Regions from separate parts of the Mus musculus genome. Here region 2 is linked to region 1. The links are chromatin contacts, called in public Hi-C maps. All regions are on one chromosome and are shown on one strand. Each heading gives the region's core, a stretch centred on a gene start, on an enhancer-like site or on the middle of the called end of the contact. The rest is flanking DNA. Distances are from core to core; before and after follow the strand shown.

Region 1 (5,396 bases), core at 1,866-4,365:
TTAGGTGTGAGTGAGTGTGTGTGTGTGTGACTGCATATGTGAGTGTGTATGAGTGACTGTATATGTGAATGTATGTGAGTGTATGTGAATGTGTGTGTGTGAGTGTGTATGTGAGTGAATGTGTATGGGTATGTTGGGTGTGGGGGAGTGTGTATTGTAAGCATGTTTGTGTGAGATTTTGTGTTATGAGTGTGTGAGGTATGTATATATGTGTTTGAGTGTGTGAGTGTTTGTGTGTGTTGTGTGTGAGTGTGTATAAGTGTGTGTTGTGAGCATGTATATGTGTGAGTGTGTGTGCATGCGTATATGTTGTGTGTGAGTGTGCATGTGTGTGTATATGGGTGTGTGTTGTGAGCATGTGCACGTGTGTGTGTTTGTGTGCACACATGTGCATGTGGTGCACACAGGACAGAGGGGACATCAGCTGTCTTGCTGAATCGCTTTTCAATTACTCCCTGAGGCAGGAGTTCTCACTAACCCAGAGCTAGGCTAGCCACCAGTAAGTCCCAGGCATCCTCCTGTTGCAGCGCCTCAGCACTAGGGTTACAGGAGCACAATACCTCGGACAGCTTTTTATTTGTTTGCCAGGGATATGAACTCTGGTCCTCGCGCCTGATCAGTAAGGGTAAAGACTCTCACCGGCTTAGCTATCTCTCTAGTACCAATAATTTTTAAATAACGTTTTATGTATCTCTAAAAATACAGTATGTTTCCTGTTGGAGAAAAGTGAACAGAAAAATGTAGTTGGTAGTATTGGTGGTGCTGTTGCTGTGGCCACTGATGATGGTGATGATAATGATGATATAACACAGGCTACTTTCTCTGTAGTCTAAGCTGGACTTGAATTCACTAGTAGCCTCGGCTGGCCTCATTTTCACTGAAACCCTCCTGCCTTAGCCTCTGAGTGCGGGGATAACAGGCATTTGCCACCACACCTAACAAAACAATTGTCCAGAATTGGGGAAATTTCTTGATAGCAGGATAAATTGCTGTCTCAACATCAAAGACGACTGCTACGGAAAATCCTCACTTGGAGGAAGCTGTATTATGATAGAATTTGTTCCCCTTTCAGTTCTCAGCTGGCGTTTGACAAGAACAACCTGTAGAGGGCGTCCTTACACCAAGAGCCATGGAGGTCTGAGCAATACTACGGAAGAAAAACCTTCAACGAAAACCACATTCCAAGTCAAAAAGAGTCTATTGTGTTGCGAAATTATTACCTGTAACTGAATGACACTGTTTTTACAATATTAAAGGGTTATAAGTTTGCCTAATATAGTAAAACATTATATAAATTAATATTCACTGCAACAATTAATTAATAAAATAGAATGTTGGGAAAAGATCCTTTTTTGTTTGTTTTTTGTTGTTTTTGTTTTTGTTTTTTTGAGACAGAGTCCCAGGTAGCCCAGGCTGGCTTCAAACTCCATATGTCGATTAGTATTAACAATGAGCTCCTGATGCCTCTGCCTCTACTTCTTTAGCCCCCAGATTACAGCCTGTGCTACCACAACCAGTTTAAATGTTTTGTTTTAAAGAAAGAGTAGATGTTAAGCTTTTTTGAGGCAAACCGTCTTAATTGTGATTTGCAAGAAGGGGCTTTGAAGTTAGAGCGATCGTGATTTGAATTCCTACTCTTGTCACTCACCAGCTGAATATCTGCGGTCAATTTACTAGACTTTTAAAGCTTTGGTTCCCCATCAGTAAAATGAGAGTAGTAACAGTAGCTGCCTGAGAAGAATTTTTAAAATGAAGCTTCATGGAGTTCACAGTCACAATGGACAGTCTTCGTGTCTAACTCCCAAACACAATACCTTCCTACCAATCTGTTAGATACCTACACAGATTTCACAGTTTTAACACATGTTTCTTCTTCTTCTTCTTCTTCTTCTTCTTCTTCTTCTTCTTCTTCTTCTTCTTCTTCTTCTTCTTCTTCCTCTTCTTCTCCTCTTCCTCCTCCTCCTCCTCCTCCTCCTCCTCCTCCTCCTCCTTCTCTCCTCCTCCTCCTCCCTTCCCATTCCTCCTTCTTTTAAAAAAATATGCTTGTGACCTAACATTTGTTGAACATGTACGCGTCCAAGTCCGGCTTCTATTCTGTAGTTTCTGTTTTTGCCATCCCCTGCTGAGAGACCCACCGCTCTACAAAGGACAGAAGGGAACACAGCCCAGCGCCAGAGTCTAGATCCTTGGGGGGCATTTGCTAGAAAGCCACTGGGTGCAAAAAAAAAAAAAAAAAAAAAAGTAAACAAAGCTTTTCCGGGGTCTGAAAACTTTCTGTGTTTTTGAAAAACCATTTGTTTCTGCTTTCTCTGTACGTTCAAGGAGGCAGGCAAAAAAGCCTTCCGTGCAGAGGTAATGCTGCAAGCCGCCGCTAGCTAAGTGCTCTCCCACCAGACCCTCAGTCTTACCCTCAAGCGCCTAAGATTTCAGAGACTGGGCGTGAGCCTCCTAATGTTTTCCCCCAAATCCAATTTTAAGGGGAGTCCTACCGTCGTAGAGCAGGGATGGGGGGAAAGGGATTACAGCTATCATCGAGGTCCTAGGGAACTATTCCGGGTGCAACTGGGTTATCAAGAAGACAAACCACGCCACCTGTCGGGTGTCTGTCCAGTGCAGAAATAAATGAACGTCCTGCGAGGACCAGCGCCTGCAGTAGCCCGACTAGCCTGTGGAGTCTCAGTATTTAACTTCCTAGGAGAGAGAGAGCGAGAGCGCAAACTGTCAGCTAGAGAAGTCAGAGTTTGCAGACAGGCACACAGAGATGCAGTCTGAAATGTAGTTCGAAGAGAAAGGGTGGGCTGGCTATGTGCTTTCCGTTAGCTCCACTGTTAAACGGAATTTATCTTTGACCACGAATCGAGCCCAGATTTTTTTGTTTGTTTGTTTATAGCACCCCGGCCATCCACACGTGTCTCTTCGGGCGGCAGGAGGCCTGAGTGATGACCCAGAAGTCCCTTTGGGTGTGTTTCTTGGTTGTGTCCCCGTTTTCATTCACCTGGCGCAGGCGAGCGGGGTCTACCGGGTACCGCGGCCCCGCCCCCGCGGCTCCGCAGCGCTCCCTAGTGGCGACCGCCTGCACACCACCGGCCGCTCTCAGTGCTCGCCTTTTGCCAGCAGTTCCCGCGGTTCCTCCCTCTCGAGTGTGCTCCTCTAGCTGCTGGCGCTGTGGGACGTGCTGGCATTGCCAGCTTTGCCAGCATCGTGTCTCTGCGTCCCCCTCTCCCTCCAGCCCCCACCTCTTTCTACGCGGCCGCGCATCCACTCCCTCCTTGCTCCCTCCTCTCCAGCACTCCCAGGCTCACTCGCAACGGAGACTGGAGACTTGCACGCCCAGTCGTTTAAGTAGGAACAGCTCCAGCCCCGCCAGCTGCAGCCAAGGCGAGAACTTCACAAGCAGCACAGGTTGGGTCGCTGCGGCAGGAGTTGCACCACCAGCGAGAAGGTCCTGAGCACCATGGCTCGGAGAAGAGCCTTCCCTGCTTTCGCGCTCCGGCTCTGGAGCATCCTACCTTGCCTGCTCCTGCTGCGAGCGGATGCAGGGCAGCCACCTGAGGAGAGCTTGTACCTGTGGATCGACGCCCATCAGGCTAGAGTGCTCATAGGTAAGGTCCGGCATCTGCACCTTCCCAGTGGTCCTCAGTTTTTCCATTAGAGCGGAGACACGTGCACCGAGTGTGTTTTAAAACAACTTCAAGGGTGACTGCCCCCTCTTTTTAAAAATCAGGATTCTCTATTTAGAGGCTTATGAGATTTTTTTCTCAAAAAAGCAAAGCCGACCCAACATCCCAGCCCTGCTGTTGCTAGTCCTGACTGCAGATTTGTAACAGGAATCCAGCGGTGGCACCCGCTTACTTCACTGTAAGCACTTTTTTTTTTTTTTTTTTTTTTTTTTTTTTTTTTTTTTTTTACCACAGAGAGAGGAAAAATAACTCTGGTACTGTTGTTGGTATCAAAGGCAGGTGCTTTATGAAAAGCAGTGACCTGCACTGGTTCCCAGGGGTTTTGCTTTCTACATGAAACGTCTGTTTCTTAGAAACGCAACTAGTTTGATAGGTTTGTTTATTATTTACACAACAGGATTTGAAGAAGACATTCTGATTGTCTCGGAGGGGAAAATGGCCCCCTTTACACATGATTTCAGGAAAGCCCAACAAAGAATGCCAGCCATTCCTGTCAATATCCACTCCATGAATTTTACCTGGCAAGCTGCGGGGCAGGTAAGTTCTGATAACAGAGCGGTAGAGAAAAGGCACTCTTTTGTATTTCAATTCTCCCGTGGCCCATAGTAATAATAATGGTGTGTGATGTAGCTCCGGTGGCCCGTAGTAATAATAGTGGTGTGATGTATACCATTTAAAATTCCATACAAGTTCTTGCCTGGTTGCCAGAGCACACAAGGGATCAGTTCCAATGTATTTAAAGTTGCCAAGTAAATGGAGAACTCTAAGGGTCAATGTACTCACGATCATTACTTTAATAAGATTTGGTATCCTGAGGTTTTGAGTATAAAGACCCCAAATATCCATATCATGGTGTTTCTGTAATCACTGATATTAAAACATTAACAAAGTATTTAGAAGACTTTCAATACTAACTGATAATCATTTGTGATGGGATTCATACTTCACAACAAAATAAGTTCGTAGGTATTCTTGACATGAATTTTAGAAGGCTGATATGCTGAGTGCTGCAGATACCACACATTTCTTGTAGAAGTTCAGAGACTCAAAAAAAGTAATATAAAATTATGAAAAATAAAGACTACTGATTTTCTGAAGCGACCACTCAAAATGCTTCCCTATGGAAATAAAAGAGAAAAAAGTCTATGTCACCAAAGCGTTCCTCTCAGTACTTAGCATGCAAGGCCTTCTAAGTTACCTTTTATAGATCTGCAGGACTGTATTAATGTCCTCTGATTTGGGAAGGGTAGGATGTTTGTGTGACTTTAAAATTGTCTAGAGGACAAGTGCACAGGATAAATTCTGCTCATTAGTTGGTAAAAATGTGTCTGCTATGAAAACTATTGTAACTATAATTAACTGCACATTTTCAGGTTTTTTTTTTTAATTCTAAAATTACTTAAATAGCCATTTTCAAGAAGGATGCAATCAAGAAAACACTTTATAAAAAGCAACCATGCTAAATCAGGAAACCACATTGGTGCCCTGCAACTGCCTATTACACTGCAGTCATGACCACTTCAGCTGTCTTTTTATCCTCAAGTTTGTTCTATTTTTAAAAGAATCTTTTAAAAATAGATCTCATCCAGACTGTCTGTGTTCCTTCTGCTCCGTGGTTTTTTTGTTTTTTGTTTGTTTGTTGTTGTTGTTTTGTTAAATGATGTTTGGTAGATCCAGGTCAGACATTTGATGGTCCCGTTTGCACAGAGAAGTTGA
Region 2 (5,396 bases), core at 1,106-3,605, 590 kb after region 1:
CTTCTCAGCTTCGAGGCTAAACCCTGCAAGGCCTCCAATATTTCACCTCCAGATCACCTCGTGCAGCAATACAGCTTCGACGCTCTACTATTTGATCCTAACAGAACAGGATTAAATAATCCTTTCCACGACCTACCATGTGACAGTTTGATTTCTCAAAAACAAAAAACAAAACAAAACAAAAACAAAAAACCCCAAACCATTGTGAAATATGAATGCATTACTATGTTCTTAAAATGTGAAAACACAGGTTTTAGGTTTTTAGTGCTCTGGGTTTGAACTAGTGAGATGATTCACGGGTAAAGACCCCTGAAAACCCTAGATCCATATGGTGGAAGAAGAGAACTGCGCATGTACACTGCACATGCGCACATTCACACATGCACACATCTGTACATATATGAGATAAATATATGTAGTTTTTTTAAGTTCTAGATTTATATTCCAATCCTTATCAGTAAGAACAGATAAAACACAAAACAAAAACACATCTTTAATACCAGCATTGGGAAGGCAGAAGCAGGAGGGTCTCTGATCTCTTGAGTTCCAGGCTAGCCTAGTCAACAGAGTTCCAGAACAGCCAGGGCTACCCAGAGAAACCCAGTCTGAAAAAACAACCAACCAACCAACCCCACCGACCCACACACACACACCCCAAGTGACACAACCATTCAGTCACTCAAAGTAGCACACACCTTTTAATCCCACTGTTTGGGAGGTAGAGGCAGGGGGATCTGGGACTTCAAAGCCAGCCTGGTCTATCTACATATGGATGTTCTGGCTAGCCAGAGCTATAGTGATTCTGTCTCAAAAACAAAACAAAAATTGAAGCTGCACACCAAAACAAACAAACAAACACCCCAAAAGTATGCATTCCATTCTGTCTGCAGGAAAAGGGGCAAAGTCCTAAAGACTACAATGTGTGCATGTGTGCAAAGCATGCCTCCAATAGGGTACAAAGTCAGAGACAGGCACGCAGGATGCACAACTTGAAACATTCTTAAAGTAAAGTAGTATTCCTGCTAAAAATGCTCAGAGAGAAAAGTCGGTGTAAGACTGTCTGTAAACCCCTGATTGAGAAATCCACTAGAGTTCCTTTAAATTATCCATTGCTTTGGGAAAAAAACTGCTTAAGCGTTTTGTCATTTCACGCTAATCTTGACAAGAGGAAAAAAGATAAATAAGAGGCCCAGCCGAGCACATGCTCAACACCAACAAAAAAAATCCTCAGCAAACTTGTTCCATAGTGAGGAATCCCTCACAAACCTTCGCCCTCTACACAATCGGAAAAAAACATCAAACCAAAATAAAATGAGATGGTAAACCACCTATCTGTGAATAAAACACAGGGTTAAAAGGTAACGATTGCCTAATAAAGACCGGCAAAGGAAGCTTAGCTTTCTGACCTACCGATGCAGAGCCTTGCAGGCTTAAACATTGTTACAATATGGTAAACATCTTATACTACCTGCAAAGGTGGATGTGGGGGTGGGGGGAGCGAAAAAAAAACATGTAAAATTGGAAGCCTTAATTTTTCCCTCAGCCATTAAGTCAAGAATAATCAAACAATGTGGAAAATTCCTCCACACCTACTTAAGCCTGTTTGAGACCGACTGAATCTTTCCAGCCTTTTAACATCAAGTTGACAAGTCGCTTTAATACAACGTAACTTCCCCCAGTAACAACTAATTAAGGCTTCCAAAAAGTACTCGTTTTTCAGGTTACAGGGAACATCAAGCTTTTCCGTGGCTGCAAGACTGTAAAGAAGCAAAAAGGGGAAAAGGCTGTCCCTGCTGGCAAATTACTACGCAGAAATAACACTTTCTCTCCTATTTGTCCCGGGGTGGGAAGCGGATCAACTTTGAGGTCCCTACAGCTCAAACTGGTGGGACGCACTCTAAAACTATCACAAATGGGGTTGGGGGGCAGCCTCCTAGGCCGGCCTCGCCCCCTATCCTTCGCCCGGATCCCTCCCAGAGCGAAGCCTCGTGGCCACTCGGGTGATGAAACACCCGGCAACCGGCAGCCACGCACTAGGGACGCGGCCGCCACCGATCGTCCCCAACCCCAAGTCCGGCTCGCCCGGCCACGTAGGGTCCCCGGCCCGCCGCCCTACGCCTCCAGTCACCATCACTCCAATATCTCTTCCTCGCCTGCACTCCCGAGGGTCGGCCAGCCGCAAGGAGCGGGCCGTACGCAGGGAGCACGGAGAGCGGCCCACGTCCTTGTCGCTGTAGTCCTCCAATACAGCCGCAGCGCTAGCGCCGGAGCCGGCCCGGGCCGCGCTCCTCTCGGCGCTCGGCGTTCCCCGGGCGCCTTCTCTTGCGTGGCGCGGAGCGGGGAGGGCAGGTTGGCAAGCCGGCGGGCGGAGTCGGCGGCCCTGGAAGGAAAACTGCGCAGGGTCCCGCTAACGCCGCCGCTGAGTCAGCGCGAGGCACGCCCCCCGCGTCGTACCGCGCGGACCCGCGCTAGCAGCAGCCTCATGGAAGTAGAGTGCAGACGGCCGCCAGCAGGCTGGGCCCGGGGGACTACAACTCCCAGCGTGCAAAGCGCATGGGACGCTTCCGAGAGGAGGACCGCGCACGTGCTCCCTGGAGCTCGCAGGGGGCGTGGCCGGCGGGCCTGTGGTGCATGCTGGGAGAGTGCACACCGCCCTCCTAGCTACAGGTTACTGAGGTCCTCTAAGCTTTTAGAAGACCGGCCACGTTGCGCTCTGCTTTGAGCGTCGGCGTGAATTAGTAACTCTCCACTCCCTCCAGAAGGGTCTGGTCAGGTGGCAGTGCGGAGATCCTGAGATCGGAAAAGTGGACGTGGTTGAAACCACGTGTTGAGTCAGTTGCTGAATTCCTTTCCAGCGGTTCCACGTGTCAAGAGTCCAGACGCTTAAGGACTCTTTAAAAAAAAAAAAAATCCGCTGTATTTTTATTTACTTGTTTTGCTTTTGAGGCAAGATCACACTCCATAACCCAGGCTGGTTTTCACTCATTTTTCCCAAGCTGGCCTAAACTTTACAAATTCTGGAATTACTGGCATGAACCACCACGCCCAGTTTAAATATTACTAAATTTGCCTACAAAAAAAGATAGAAAGAAAAAAAGAAAACCGAAAGCAGTCCCCGGTGATGGTGGCGATTACCATTCATCCCAACACTGAGGAGGCAGAGGTAGCCACATCTACAGAGCGAGTGCCAGGACTACAGAGAGAAACACAGTCTCAAAAAAAGAAAAAAAGAAAAGAGAGAGGGAAAACATACGTACAAGTCCCGTGCTTCCGTTCGCTTTGTTTCTTTGATCCCGTGCTATTATTACTGTGTGGGCGCAGTATAAGCTCCAGCAACCTTACCTAAATCCTAAGGCTGCACCTCCATTATTGTTGGCATCATGAGTGTTAAAGTCCATCTCAGTTTACTCATTTTATGTAGAGTGGGACAGTACCAGCCTCAGAGGGTAAGGTTTGGTTAATTTTATTTAGAGGCAGAGAGAGGCTCACTATGTAGCTCTGGTTAGCCTGAAACTTGCTGGCCTTCACTGTTCTCTTGCTTCAGATTCCAGAGTGCTGGAGTTCCAGGTTGTCACCAGGTCTGACTATTTCATGAATTAAGTTTGATACACGTGTTAGACTTATCATAAGTGACACTATCTCTGGGGATACATGGACAAACATCTGTTCACTGCAGATAGATACCCAGATTCGGTACTGATGACAGACTAAAGTGAGGATACCACGAAAGTCAAGCTTGGTGAACCAATGGCTTTTACTGGGGTGACTTTCTTACAGGAGCAGAAATGATATAAAGACAGCAGCCTCCCCGAAGACAGCAGGTAGGACAGGTTCCAGCAATTCAGCTTGTCCAAGAGTGTATAGCATGAGGGAGGGGATGGTATTGTTAATCTGGTTAGTTTGGGGGGGATCTTTGAATTGTTTACTTCCCGAGTTTAAAGAGTTTATCATGAAAACAATGCAGTGCACCCAACGTGTAGATTTCCTTTCGTTTCTTAGAAACAGTATTCTACAGTAAACTCTGGCTGTTCCAGAACTCACTATATAGACCAGGCTAGCCTTGAACTTACCAAGATCCCCCTACCTCTGTCTCCCTCACAAGTACTGAGACTAATGGTGTGTGCCAATACACCTAATATCTTATTCAGTACATGCTCAGTGTACATGTTCAATGTAGTCAAAGCCTTGCCTCTAGCTCCCACTAAGAATAAGCCAGACCTGTTCTACAAGCCTGTGATCCAAGCTGCTTCAGAAGCTGAGGCAGGAGGATCTCAACTTCAAGGCCAGCCAGGGCACAATAGCTATATCCTCTCTTTAAAAGTGAATGACGAGGTCTAGGGATATAGCTCAGTGATAGTGTGCTTACCTCGCACCCACCACCCTAGCTTCAATGCCCAGACCACAAAGAGCTAACAAAACTTGCCAGCAGATCGGACAGAGTGAGGAGGGAATGGAAGTAGAATAAAAACTGATGTTACCTCTTAGCAGCTACCCTTACTCACTTATGTTACTAAAACTCCTTCCCAGGGCAATCTTCAAGTCTACCCCTCTTCCCAAGGTCCTAAGAACAAGCTCACCTAGACTCCTTCAAAGTTCAGTGTGGGGACCCCAGGAGTTTATTGGACTTACTTGAGCATGCGTAAGGGGTTACTTACTGAGTGTGGGCGCTCCTCTCCCTTAAAAAGGCTGCTCTGCAAAGTCCTTACTCATCAGGGATGATGGCTGTTTTATAACAAAATCGATTTTACCAACAAAGACTCGGGAGCCTGCTAGCTCAGAGAGGCAGAGAAAGCACCCAGCTAACCCTCCTCCTCAGCTGATATCCCACCAGGAATCCCCTCCCTCATGCTGTCTCAAAAAAAAAAAAAAAAAAAAAAAACCTCCTTCAAACTGAATGCCCCTCCCTTCTACTTCCTGTGTGTCTCTCTACCCATCCTCCTGACTCCCTCTTACTCTCTATGGTTTTTTTCTGAATAATCCTATGTTCACTTCCTGTTGACTGGCTGCTTGCTCTGCTTCTTGACCAACGATTGACTTTATTTAATCCTGTTTACGATATTCAAGAAGAAAGCTCCTGGGTTAAAGGTGTGGGCTAAGGCCTGGCCACACCACAACTAAAACATGTGTTTCCAGTAAATAACACAATCTTGGGGTTCACAATGTCATTAAATATCCTGTAACTGGCTTCTCTCAGCCACATAGATGAAACACCCCTTGCTCCTCAGCCTTGCCCCACCTACATACATTAGCCCCTCCCCTAGGCCAGCTTGGACAAGGTATGTATAATAGGTGGCAAGGGTTGGCTGCAAACTCCAAGGAGAATCTCCTGGCTTTACCCTGTGTGATCCTTAGCAAGCCAAGTGGGCACAGTTGAACTCCCCAAGATGGCCGTTATT

Evidence for each region. Hi-C and Micro-C count contacts between places; a contact is called where the count stands out from the background.
Region 2: a contact with region 1 is called in a Hi-C map of pre-B cells, with 5 times the contacts expected there. The contact joins the promoter of Xpot here to the promoter of Wif1 in region 1. A contact is called at or near these places in 1 of 484 Hi-C or Micro-C datasets (pre-B cells) and 2 of 9 other capture datasets (adipose tissue and liver).

The regions. Positions count from the first base shown.
Region 1 is chr10:121,030,889-121,036,284 of GRCm38.p6, forward strand. It overlaps Wif1 (Wnt inhibitory factor 1), which reads left to right and starts at 3,116. Exons shown (of 10, transcript NM_011915.2): 1 at 3,116-3,602; 2 at 4,078-4,217. The coding sequence starts at 3,455.
Region 2 is chr10:121,623,977-121,629,372 of GRCm38.p6, forward strand. Xpot (exportin, tRNA (nuclear export receptor for tRNAs)) reads right to left here and starts at 2,356. Exons shown (of 25, transcript NM_001081056.2): 1 at 2,129-2,356.